3 separate regions of the Mus musculus genome follow, and regions 2 and 3 are each linked to region 1. A link is a contact called in public HiChIP or PLAC-seq and promoter capture Hi-C data. All regions are on one chromosome and are shown on one strand. The core of a region is the stretch at or near the end of the contact, and the rest is flanking DNA. Distances in the headings are between cores, read along the strand shown. Region 1 holds the start of C1ql1 (complement component 1, q subcomponent-like 1). Region 2 has its middle 33 kb from the start of Arhgap27os3. Region 3 holds the start of Arhgap27os3 (Rho GTPase activating protein 27, opposite strand 3).

Evidence for each region. Promoter capture Hi-C pulls out the DNA fragments that hold promoters and counts their contacts. HiChIP or PLAC-seq counts read pairs in DNA pulled down with a chosen protein or histone mark.
Region 2: a contact with region 1 is called in an H3K4me3 HiChIP or PLAC-seq map of bone marrow-derived macrophages, with 5 times the contacts expected there. The contact joins the enhancer-like site here to the promoter of C1ql1 in region 1. A contact is called at or near these places in 4 of 39 promoter capture datasets (the C10 cell line, embryonic stem cells, liver and 1 more), 1 of 15 datasets of contacts at CTCF or cohesin (embryonic stem cells) and 2 of 115 datasets of contacts at active chromatin or transcription factors (bone marrow-derived macrophages and pancreatic cancer cells).
Region 3: a contact with region 1 is called in a promoter capture Hi-C map of pre-B cells. The contact joins the promoter of Arhgap27os3 here to the promoter of C1ql1 in region 1. A contact is called at or near these places in 2 of 39 promoter capture datasets (cranial neural crest and pre-B cells), 1 of 115 datasets of contacts at active chromatin or transcription factors (pancreatic cancer cells) and 2 of 9 other capture datasets (embryonic stem cells and liver).

The regions. Positions count from the first base shown.
Region 1 is chr11:102,944,698-102,948,476 of GRCm38.p6, forward strand. It overlaps C1ql1 (complement component 1, q subcomponent-like 1), which reads right to left and starts at 2,019. Exons shown (of 2, transcript NM_011795.3): 1 at 1,168-2,019. The coding sequence starts at 1,764.
Region 2 is chr11:103,309,787-103,313,732 of GRCm38.p6, forward strand. No RefSeq gene overlaps it. Among named protein-coding and RNA genes, the nearest start is that of Arhgap27os3, 33 kb to the right of the region's middle. Within about 2 kb of position 2,520, at least 174 of the 459 cell types and tissues checked have an H3K27ac peak or open chromatin away from gene starts, as enhancers often do. A contact at or near this core is called in bone marrow-derived macrophages and pancreatic cancer cells, where this site is marked.
Region 3 is chr11:103,342,378-103,346,449 of GRCm38.p6, forward strand. It overlaps Arhgap27os3 (Rho GTPase activating protein 27, opposite strand 3), which reads left to right and starts at 2,376. Exons shown (of 4, transcript NR_045346.1): 1 at 2,376-2,542; 2 at 3,039-3,086. The region is part of intron 3 of Arhgap27 (Rho GTPase activating protein 27); the gene reads right to left.

The DNA of each region.
Region 1 (3,779 bases), core at 769-3,268:
AGAGATGAATGGCAGATTCCAGTAAGAAATGGTCAAAAGACAGAGCAAGAAGAGGCAGACACGATAGTGGGGACTGGGAGGAGCAGGCAGAAGAAAAAAAGAGGACAGACTTCCACACAGATAGGCTTTCTGCCCTTTCTCCTATCCCCAAACTTTGCAGATACCCAAGCAGGGTAGTGCTGCAGTGGGAGGGGTTCCGAGAAGATCTGGAGTCTCAATTGTAGGGGATTCCTTCCAGCTTCCACTTGCCTACCCTCAATTTTGACCCTGGCCTCAGCTAAAAGAAGGTTCAGTCTGACCACGCCCCCGGGGTGGGGCCCCTGTAACCCAGAGGTGAGAGCGCAGGGAGCTGAGAACCCAGGGTGGGTGGTTCCAAGGACACCGCTGTGCATCCGTGTCTCAGACACGTGCACACCAGCTCCCTATTTTCTAGGATACTGGAGGAGCTGTACCTGGAGACTTTAAGGAGGGGAGTTTCCATCACTCCGCCCCGCCTCTAGAGGAAACTTTTTCCCGGGAGGCGCAGGATAGCTCTGTTACTCTGGGAAAAGGTGGAGCATTCCAGGGGGGTTGCAAAGGGTGTTCGTTCAGCTCGATGGTCCCTTCTCTAGGGCCAGGGATGTACTGCAGTTAAGGCTATTGGGCAACGAACTCCCTCTGCCTTTGTGCGCAAAACATTTCCTGCAGCCCTCCTCCTTCTTCTCCTGAGCGCACAGCCACTCGTCTTAGCGCCCTCCGGCGCGGAGACTGCTTCTCCTTATCCTTGCCCTAGAGCATCCTTGCTGTTCCCTTAAAGCCAGTCGGCGTCAGCTTGAATCTTAGCTCTCAAGAGAAATCAGCCTGAATCAGTCTCCCACGGGCCAAACCCCTACGGACCAGTTCGTGCGCCCTAGAGCCCTGTGATCTGACTAGTTGGATTTATCTTTACGCATTTCCACTCCGCGGGTGCCCTGTAGCCTCTCCCTTAAGAGCTCAAGCCCAAGGGTTGAAGACTCAGGGGTGCCCGCTAATTACAACCATTCTTCACATGATAGTTAAGGGGGCCGCTTTAGGGTCTCCACCTACGCCTGCCCGGTGTGCCTGTCGACTCTGATCCAATACGCATTCTCCTGGGGGCTCCCTGGGAGCCCTGCCCCCAGGTCAGCCCCACGCCCCCTCATGGCCCACCTGGCCGTTCTTGCAGAGGTCTGCCCACATACTGGTGCCGTCGCCGCCGCGCATGAGGACGTGGTAGGTGAAAAAGTAGGTGCCAGGAATGTTGCATGTAAACTTGCCGCTGGCCGCATCGTAGTTGTTGCCTAGGTTGGTGACCACGTCGTCAAACTTGAGCACCTCGTAACCCTCATGAGGGTTCTTGAGGCCGGCGTAGAAGGCCACGCGTGGCACCGTGGTATAGGTGGCCGTGCTGATGGCGCCGCTGCCTCCCGAACCCGGCAGGCCAGGAGGACCAGGCTTGCCTGGTTCACCCTTCTCCCCAGGCGGCCCCACAGGACCTGGAGGGCCCCGGTCTCCTGGAGGCCCCGGAGGGCCCGGCTTGCCCGTGCGGCCCGGCTTCCCCTGGGGGCCCTGCACCAGCGTGGAGGGCGGAGGCGCACCGCTCTGCTCGCTCAGAGCGTCGCCGCCGTCGGACCGCGCGCCGGCGCCGGGGCCCCGCGCGGGATAGGGGTCGCACACCATGCGGCAGGTGCCCAGCATCTCATAGTGGCCGTCCGGGCCGCCGGAGCTCACCAGCACCGGGATGAGCACCACCAGCACGAGCAGCATCACCACGCCCGCGGCGGCAGCCAGCAGGGTCTTCCGGCCGGCGCGGAGCCTTGGGAGAGCCGGGCCACCCGGCCGCGCCGTCGGGGCAATGATGCCGGCGGGTAAGGGGCGCGGGCGCGACGCCCGCGCTCAAGGGCGGTCCGGCGGGGCTGCGGGCATGGGGCCGGGGCCCGGGCGCCGCGCTGCGCTGCTTGCGCTGCGGAGCCCAGCAGCCGGCTCCGGCCTCGTGCTTCCCTCCCGCTGCGCTGCCCGACTGAACGCGGCCTCCCGCCTAGCGCCTAGCTCCTCCCGCCTTCCCTGGCTGGGGCCACTGCCTCCTCCGTTGGGCCCCGCCCACCCGCTCCGCGGGGCTCGGAGAGGGCGAGGGGTGGGGCTGCGGGCGGGGCAGGCGCCTAATTGGGCCGCGGAAGCCTCAAGGTGGGAGGGGCAGGGAGGGGCGGGGCTATGAGAGTGGTGGGCATCACGGAGGGAGCTGGAGATTGAGGCTCAGAATGGGGAAGGGGCTAGAGTCAGGAATGAGTAGGACCAAAGGGCAAGCGGAAGGAGGAGCCACAAGGAGAGGCAGAGAGCTCAGCGTGGCATTGAGATAGATGTTCCGTGGGTCAGTTCCGAGGAAAATCGTGACAGAGGGGCAAAGGACCACCACCTGCAGGAGGTCGAAGGATGCAACATTGCCCCCTGTCTGCAGGGGACAAAGAGATGTTGCAGGGGGTGGAGGGTTACAGAGTGAGGAACAAGAGAGTAGAACAAGAAAGAGGATGAGGGCTAAAGCCTGGAAGGAATACTGGGGAGGGGCGTTCCATAGGCACCCAGGCCTAGCATCCAGATAACCCGTCTGGATCCTTTGCTTTTAGGGTGCCCAGAGGGAATCTCTGAATTCTAATAGCAGCCTGACTTTTTATCTGATTCTAACTACTTCAGGGGCATTCTCTCCCAGGTGGCAGCGTCTTCAGCCCCTTCTTTTCCACTGCCCCAGGGGATATCTTCTAGGCTGCCTCTACCTGTGGCCTCTTCCATGAGGCCTTTTCTGATCTGAGCTACTAGCTAGACAAGTGGGAAATACGGACCCTGAGAAAATGAAGTACCCCTCCCATGTCATCTCTTAGTGTTAACCAGTCCTAGGTGGTTCTGCGTTTTCTAGCACTCCCCAGAAAGAGGGGGGTTGATCTCTCCTAGCCCCTTAGGGGACCCCCCTAACTCTTACCCCATCACGTTCTTCTAGTGCAGGAAAATGTTTAGGTTGCATAAACTGAAATGTGTCTGCTTCCATCAACATATTTGTCATATTCTGTGAGTCCCAGCTCAAGCTGTGTTCCTCCTTCACCCTCCTTTATCCGAGGAGGAGGGCTGTGTCTTTCTGAGGCCTCTGGCCACGATAAACAACAACACTCCAGACTCATTCTTTTTGCCTGCAAGACTCCTCCCAGTTCACACTCCCACCGCCGACCTCCCACTGTCCATTTGATTCCCTGATTATCCCTACCTAAAACTGAGATGCCAGAATAACCAATGGTAGAAGTGGGGGTGGGCGGGACGCTGCCAGAGAGGACTTTCCAAATACTAACCCGGGTCAGCATGACATCCATCACCAAGGAGGAGGGAGCTAAGACAAACTGCGTTGGATGCTTTGTATGTATGGTCACATTTGATCTTTACATCAATCTAGATATAAAGCCCACCATTATCCTCGTTTTACAGATGGAGAACAGAGGCTCTGCGAACTTAAAAGAGATTTGCCCCCAAGTCACGAAAGTAAGATGTGGTGGAGATGGGATTCAAGCCTGCAGCCTTGCCCCTCGCTGTTTCAATCTCAACGCGACAGGGTCTCTGGGGCCTATTTATTGTCGAAAGTGCAAGGTGATGCGAGCATGCCTTAGGACCCCTACACTCCTCCAGGCAGACTCAGGCCGGGTAGCCCTCAGCTTTCAGCTGTCAGCGGCCTCCTGGTCCCTCGGGACAGTTTCTTAAACATGATTCCCTTTAGAAGGACAGGGCTAGTGAGTGACCGGAGGGGC
Region 2 (3,946 bases), core at 1,270-3,769, 370 kb after region 1:
CATCATCATGACAAATCTGGAAACACTGAAATGTCCATCTGCTGCTGAATAAATAAGCAAATTACAAAATGCATGTCATAGAACAATACAGCAAAAAGGAGACGAATAATTCCAAAAGTGTGTAATTCCACGTGCATGACTGCAGTATGGAAATTTGGGGAAAGGCAGTGGACAGAGGCACTGACTCGGTGACCAGCTGGAATCACCCTTGAGGGACCCTAAGGATCTTGATGGGACAATGGAACACGCTCAAACCCGACTGTGCTAACAATCGCGTGGCTTTATGCAGTCTTCGTAGCCTTTGCAGCCTTACTGCGAATGACTTCACCCTTAACAGAGCTGTTTTGGTGGGGGGAGGGAATGAGGAAGTTACTTAGCAAAGGTCTAGAAAGGTCTCCAAGTTGCGTTTTTAATAGGAAAGGCAGAGCCCAGCTCAAGCAACTAACCATTTGCTTTAACAAGAACAAGACATTAAAGGAGATATAAAGGCACAGAATACACAGAGACAAATGTGTACAGTTGGTGCTATTAAACATTTATTTATTTATTATATATATATGGGTACATTGTAGCTGTTTTCAAACACACAACAAGAGGGCATCAGATCTCATTATGGATGGTTGTGAGCCACCATGTGGTTGCTGGGATTTTTTTTTTTAACTCAGGACCTTCGGAAGGGCAGTCAGTGCTTTTAGTCACTGAGCCATCTCTCCAGTCCCAGTTGGTGCTATTAAATTAACCCCTATTCTCTCTTCCTCCCTCGTGTGTGTGTGTTTGTGTGTGTGTGTGTGTGTGTGCCCACACACACGAACACCCCCTCACTACTGTTATCACCATCCATTTTCAATGCTGCATTGACACACTGCATGCTAGATGATTATGCTGGCGACCACCATTCTATCTTGGGTCTCTGCGAACAAGGTCACTCTGTGTGCCTCATGTAAGAAGAACGGAGATGCTGTCTTGTGTGTGTGGGGGGGGGCAGACCTTCGATTTTTATTCATATTAAAACATTTCAAAACAGCCTTCTTTAATTTTTGAATTAATTCATTATTTTTAGGTTTACTTATTTACTTTATGTATATGAGTACACTATAATTGTCTTCAGACACACCAGAAAAGGCCATTGGATCCCATTACAGATGGTTGTGAGCCACCAGGTGGTTGCTAGGAATTGAACTCAGGACCTCTGGGAGAGCAGTCAGTGCTCCTAGCCGCTGAGCCATCTCTCCAGCCCCCAGATTAATTCTTAACATTAATTAATTAATTAACTTATTTGTTTGTATGTCTGTAAGCCTGTGTGAGTTTATAAGCACCATGTACGTATGGGTATCTCCCACCCAGAAGATGACTTCGGATGCCTAGGAGTCCATGTGATTGCTGGGAGCTGAACCTGGGTCCTCCACAGGAGCAGCGAGCGCTCTCAACTGCTGAGCCATCTCTCCTGCCCCACTGAATTGATACTTAAGAGCATATGAAGTGACGTATTCCACCGTGGCATTCCTACACGTACCTATTCTTACTCATCTCCAGCTTGCCTTCCCATCCATCCGTCCATCCATCCATCTATCCATCCATCCATCTATCCATCCATCTATCCATCCATCCCTCCGTCCGTCCGTCTGTCCATCCGTCCACCCGTCCATCCATCCATCCACCCATCCATCCATCCATCCATCCATCCGTCTGTCCGTCCGTCCGTCCGTCTGTTCATCCGTCTGTCCATCCATCCATCCATCCATCCATGTATTTTGAGAGAGGATCTCACTCTGGATACCAAGTCTGGAACCCACTGTGGAGTCCAGGCTGGCTTGGAACCTGTAGCAATTATTTTGCCCAGTGCTGAGATTACAGGCCTGAGACATTGCTCTCTCATCCTCCAGACTTAATGCTGATACTGCTTGTCTACACTCCATGTCCTGTTCATGCCTTCCTTTATCCTGCCCTAGTGCTACAAAGCTTTCACACACAGGGGTGCAACATTTTCCAAGCATGGATGTATTATGTAAAAGACAAATTAAAATTAAACCAGGTGCATGCCTGTAATTCCAGCATATGGGAGGTCGAGGCTAGAGGAGAACCAGACATTCAAGGTCAGCCTGCTCTACAAAGTGAGCCCATCTTAAGAACAAAACATCGAAAAGGATGGCACAGAATACACAGAAACGAATGTGTGCCATTCTTTCCTGTGGTCCCCTTTGGAGGCTGCTGAAGAGCTCTTGGCCTCAGAGAGGCGTTCCCCTAGGAGCTGGGACATAGGCGGTGTGTTTCCTCAGCATGCTCAGCTGCCCGCGGGGGTCTCCCTGAGTCATGCGGAGCTGTCCTCGGCTGTGCCCTCGCCTGCCACCCGCCGCCTGCCGCCCGCCGCCCACCCTCTGCCCTTGGCCCGCCACCTTCCTGAGCTCCACTCCGCCGCGGGCCGGTGACTCAGGGCGCAGGCAGCCTAGGAACGCCCGCTCAGTGGATGGGGGTGCAGCTCGCCCCGCCACGTCCGTCCTGCGGGCTGGTGGCTGCTGCTTTTCCTCTCTGGAAACCCCTTAGCCGCCACCTCTGCTTGCAGCTAGCCTCCTTCTGGGCACTGCTTCATGCTTGGAATTCCGATCCAGAACCCATGAAGGAATTTAGGATGTTTGAGTCTTGACGAGAGCTATCTGAGGGGCAGGGAGGGGCCCAGATATGATCCAAATTTCCCCAGTTAATGAGAATGTTGAAGAGATTTACTTCAGAGACAGATCCATGCTAGACTGCAGACTGGAGCAGTCAACACCCCCAAGGCTCTATGTAATATACAACAGATGTGGCCATCTCGGCCGTGGAAAGTTCAGGGTCCACAGACTCTTCCTTTCTTCTTCTTTCTTTCTTTCTTTCTTTCTTTCTTTCTTTCTTTCTTTCTTTCTTTCTTTCTTTCTTTCTTTCTTTCTTTCTTCCTTCCTTCCTTCCTTCCTTCCTTCCTTCCTCCCTCCCTCCCTCCCTCCCTCCCTCCCTCCCTCCCTTCCTTCCTTTCCTCCTCCTCCTCCTCCCCCTCCCACCCCCAGTGGCTTACTTTGTAACTCAGGCTATCCTTCTGCCTCAAGAAGTTGAGAACTGCTTTGCTTTCTGGCTTTCAGTTTATGTCCATGTGTACGTGTCTACATAAGTATGTAGGGCAGGGTTGTTCTTCGAGCCACTATTTATTTTGTTTTTGAGGCAGGGTCTATCTATCCGTGAGACCTGAGACTGGCAGATTAGGCTAGACTTGCTGACCAGACAATCCTGGGATTCTTCTTATCTCAGGGAGCCCTTTGTGTCCCACGCTCCAGGTTAGAATCGGGTCACTGAACTTGGCGTTCTGTGCAGGAGATCTTGAGGTCCGACTAAGGTTCCATGCTTCCACACCAAACGCTTTATTGAGTCATGCCCCCAACTCTAAAGGTTTTTTTTGTTGTTTTGTTTTGTTTTTAAATAAAATCTGGGGAGTTCTGCCTTTCAAAATACACCTGGTTTCAGGATTTGGAATTAGAGATGCTGTAAGATTCTGGCCCTTCCCCCCCAAACCCCACCATGTCTCTCCTCCCAAGTCCTTCTTCTGGACCCCCTCAAATATTATTCTATTTGTCTGGTGATATTTCCCACGGGGTTCCAGAGCCCAGCCCTGCGCCTGCATTTATGGACGCTGACTGGAGGGAAGCTCAAGATCGTATTAACAATGTCCTCAGACACCATCTATAGGGGCGTTTCCCCACTTGCTGGCCATACCTACCTGTGGTTCCACCAAGGTTTTTGGTAAATACAACTTTCTTTGCCTTGTAACGAATAACCCCTCCCCCCCCCCCCCCACACACACATCACCACTTCCACAGTGGACTGTGTCTTGCTGGCCATGCATATTTAACTCAAGAACTGTCACTTACTTTCTTTGACGTGAGAGCTGTGTAAATTCAAGGCCTGATCGGGTGACTTAGTGAGA
Region 3 (4,072 bases), core at 1,126-3,625, 400 kb after region 1:
GGAGGTCTCAGTTTTGCCAAATTGGCCTGTTCCTGGGATGCAGAGGGTTTGAGCCCACCAATTCCCCTCCGTTACCCCTTTAGGATCCCATGGTGGAGACAGACTTCCACCCACTTCTCCTTTCTCCCTGACCCCAAACCCCATGTGGCATCCTGTGTTTTGGTTGCACCAGGCTGCTCCCCTGCCTCTCCAGAAGAAGGTCCCCAGCCACTTCCTGGCCTTTCCGGAGGCTATTCCCTTCGCCTGACTTCCTCTCTCTCCCTTCCTGCTCACTCTAACTTTGCTTCTTGGGGAGCCTCGAGTCACAGGCTCTCTGGAGAGAGATCTAAGCTGCTCATCACTTTGTTCGGGTCCAGTGGCATGCTGCCTTGGAGGCTGGGTGGCTGACCACCTACCTTACTTGGCTACCTTCCTTCCTTCCTTCCTTCCTTCCTTCCTTCCTTTCTTTCTTTCTTTCTTTCTTTCTTTCTTTCTTTCTTTCCTTCTGTGTATATGTAGTGTGTATATGTATGTATATGTTTGTATGCGTGCACACATCTATGCGTATGGCCTGATGCTGACACTGCTTTCTTCCTCCACTTAACTCCACATAAATGCCACCTTACATATTGAGGCGGGGTCTCTCCCTTGAAGCCAGAGCTCATTGACTTGGCTAGTCCAGCTAGCCACCTTGCTCTAGAGATCCCATCTCTGCTTCCCCAGCACTGGGATCACAGGCAGACTTCCATGCCCACCTACCTGGCTTTTACATGGGTATCAGGGATACAAACTCTGGGCGTCATGGTTACACAGTGAGCGCTCTACCCACTGGGCCATCTCCCTAGTCCCTACTGGGCATGCATCTCTTTGTGAGTAGGACATAGGATGGTGTGCCCAGTGCCACGGGGGCCCCCTTCAGGTGAAGCAATGTCCTGAAGCCCATATCAGATCTTCTCAGACACGGCTTTATAGGCAAGTCAATTCTGTGGCAAATGCCAGAAATAAGCACATTCACACAGAACAGAATGTGAGAAAGGGATAGCTGGGATGCGGCTTTGAGCCACAGCGCTCAGGAGATTTCAAGGGATAGGACAGAAACCATAATGACAGGGGACAGAGAGGACAGATGCGCTTCCTGCGTCACAGTTGGACACACCAGGGCTGTGGCCTTGCCTATTCCAGGCCTGGGGTTGGAAGGGTCCATGGGTGATAGGGCGATGACGACGTGGTACTGGGCTCTTTGGAGCAGGGATTTATGCTTGACAGGCTATGGGAGCTAACAGGGGTCTCGAACATAGGACACACCAGCAGGTATGGGGGATACTGAAGAGAGAGAGGGGGGGAGGGAGGTTTAGGTCCCTGGAGTGACAGGGCTACCCCAAGAAGAGACAATGCAGAATCATAAGGTGGGAGCAGGAGGAAGACAGGCTTGCCCCAGAGACACCAAATGCTTGGGATGAAAGAGAGGGACCCTCAAAGAGGCAAACAGGCAGACCCCCATTCCTTGAGGTGGTCTGCAAGCTGCAGCCATGATGATCCTTCAAACTCCAGAGCTCTCTGTGAGCTCCCCACACCCCCAGCCTGGGTGGCAGGCTAAGGCAGCTCTCCTCTGTTAGCATGGTTGGTTCTGCTGGGTTCTCACTGCTGCTGAGGCTGCAGAGGCTCTTTCACTGTGCTCTCAGGGGAACATGGCAGGCCCCCACTCTGGAGACCTGCATGCAGCCATAGCCTAAAAATAGTATCAAGGGCTCCTAAGTTGTAACCTCTGGGTACAGGAGTGGGGAAGAGGAAGAGGCCTTGCCACCTCAGGTCAGAGAACTGAGCCAAGAAATTCCCCTTCACTTCTTTATGGTCCTGGGCCCCTTGTCTTCAATTCCCTTCCCTTGCCCACAGTGGTAGAAGCCCCGTCTCTCTTGCCCCATCCACGCTGTGGATCTCAGAACTCTCTGTCTGTCCTTCTAAGGACAGACGGGAAAGTTAGACAGAAAAGGCCTCCGAGAAGAATGTCTTGACACCCCCCCTCTTCCCCAACATGCCCTGTTCTGAGCTTTATAATCAGTTCCTAAAAGAGTGCGGCATAGACCCACTGCGGCTCCAAACCCAGAAGGCCGCCCCTTCAGAGGCTCAGCCTTTCCCGAGTTCTGCTAACTTACCTGTGCCCGCAGGGCCCGGCTCTGCCTTCTGACCAGTTTTGAAATCATATCCACCATCCCGGCCCTGTCTGAGTTGCTGGGATGCAGCCTGGGAAAGCTTAGGGGGGTGGAGCCGGGGACCACAACTCTGAGGTGGCACAGGGCAAGTGGGAAACAAGAAGCTGCCTCGGAGATGGCGGGAGGCTGAGACTGCGGCTGGTTTCCTGTCAGGGCTGCGGAAGTGCCTGAGACAGAGTTGCCTGATGGGTGTGGGGTGGCTCAGGTTGGGGTGTTTTCATGTTTCCTGGACTCCACTGGCTGTTCCCCCCGACCACCCTGCCCCTGTGCTCAGTGCTCCAGTGACACATTGGATTGATCTGCATTCCATCCCCAGACACAGCTTGGATCAGCCTCTACCAAATCGTTCACGTGTAAGTCATGGGTGTCGTGGAAGATGAGGCTCAGATGGGGACAGGTGGAAAGAAACTCTGAGGAGAGGGCTTCAACCCCGGGCTAGCCTGGTGTACTGAGGCTCAGACACAAGACTGTGAGTGGCTGTGGACTTGCCGCAGGTCCAGGAGGGTGTGAAGGGAAAGAGGAAGGCTGTGGAGAGAGACGTTTCAGATGAGGAAGGGGTTTGGACACATGCGGTATGGGGAAGCTGGTGTCTAGACTCTGCCAGCCAAGAGAACAGAAGGGACAGCGACCACACCACTGTCTTCCCACTCGACCACCTGGCTCTGTCTCCTCCAGACTTGGTTACCAAGGCACATTGGCCCTCTTCCTCCTGGGTGGCCACATACATCCAACCCCATAGACGTCTCTACATCCAAGTGCCTAATCCGCTCACCTCCACTGAGGGAAAGGAGGTAGGACAGCAACCCGCTCCTTTCTTCTGATCTCTCCTCCCTTCATCCCCTCACTAAGGTGCACACTCCAATCCCAGCCACACACAGCAGACCCAGCGTGCCCTGGGTGAGTAGCTATAGCTGTGTCTCCAAGTCTCTGGGGACCATCTTGTCTGTCCTGTCCCTCCCCAAGGTGCCTCCTTCCTGGGCCCTGCTTCTGAGTCTCCAGTTTGTTTCCAGTGTAGACTCTGACCCCTGCCTGCTCTCCCATTGCAGAAACCCCAGAGAGACAGGGCAGGATTGAAACACTCGGTGAGAACGCAGGAGGGCTGAGGCGCTGTGGCCCTCTGCCCTTTCGGCACCCATATCTGAGCTCTATCAGCAACCCAGTCCCCAGGGTACATGGTCCCCAGTTGGTGGCTCCCGGGAAGCCAGTACTACTCTGGGTGCACAGGCTAGCTCTCAGGCTATCTCGACTTCTCTCCTAACAAGCTGAGGTGATGACCACAGCTGGTGCCCACAAGCACACCATGTTGAGAACAGGAGGGGGCAGAGCCACCTGCACAGACCAATCACCCCATCTGTCTCACAGACCAGTTGTCAATCACCCCCTTTCCCTCTCCAGGCCTCATCTTCAAAACCTTCCAAGGAAGGGGAGGGGAAGGGGACAGTGCAAGGGGAAAATCCTGCCCCCTGGATTGAGAGGCACAGTAAAGGCCCCCAAAACATACTGCACAGAACAGCCTGTGCCTGTAATTCCAGCACTCAGGAGACTGAGGCAGGGCTGTAAATTGGAAGGTAGCCTGGAATTTGTTCATTGTAGCTTCTTGGCTATTTAGTGAGAATCTCTCTCTAAAGAAAAGCAAAAGAGAAAGAGAGGTGGGAGAGGGGAGAGAGGGAGGGAGGGAGAGAGAGAGAGAGAGAGAGAGAGAGAGAGAGAGAGAGCACACAAATCAAATACTCAGCCAGGAACAGGCCTCCATTCACTTTCTAAGCCTGCCCACTCTTTGCTACCCAGACTGGGTGGAGAGACAGCAGGAAGGACTGTGCTTTTTATCTCAATCTTGTCACACAATGGGTCCCTCCCCTACTACACCTTCTGTAGGCCAGTGA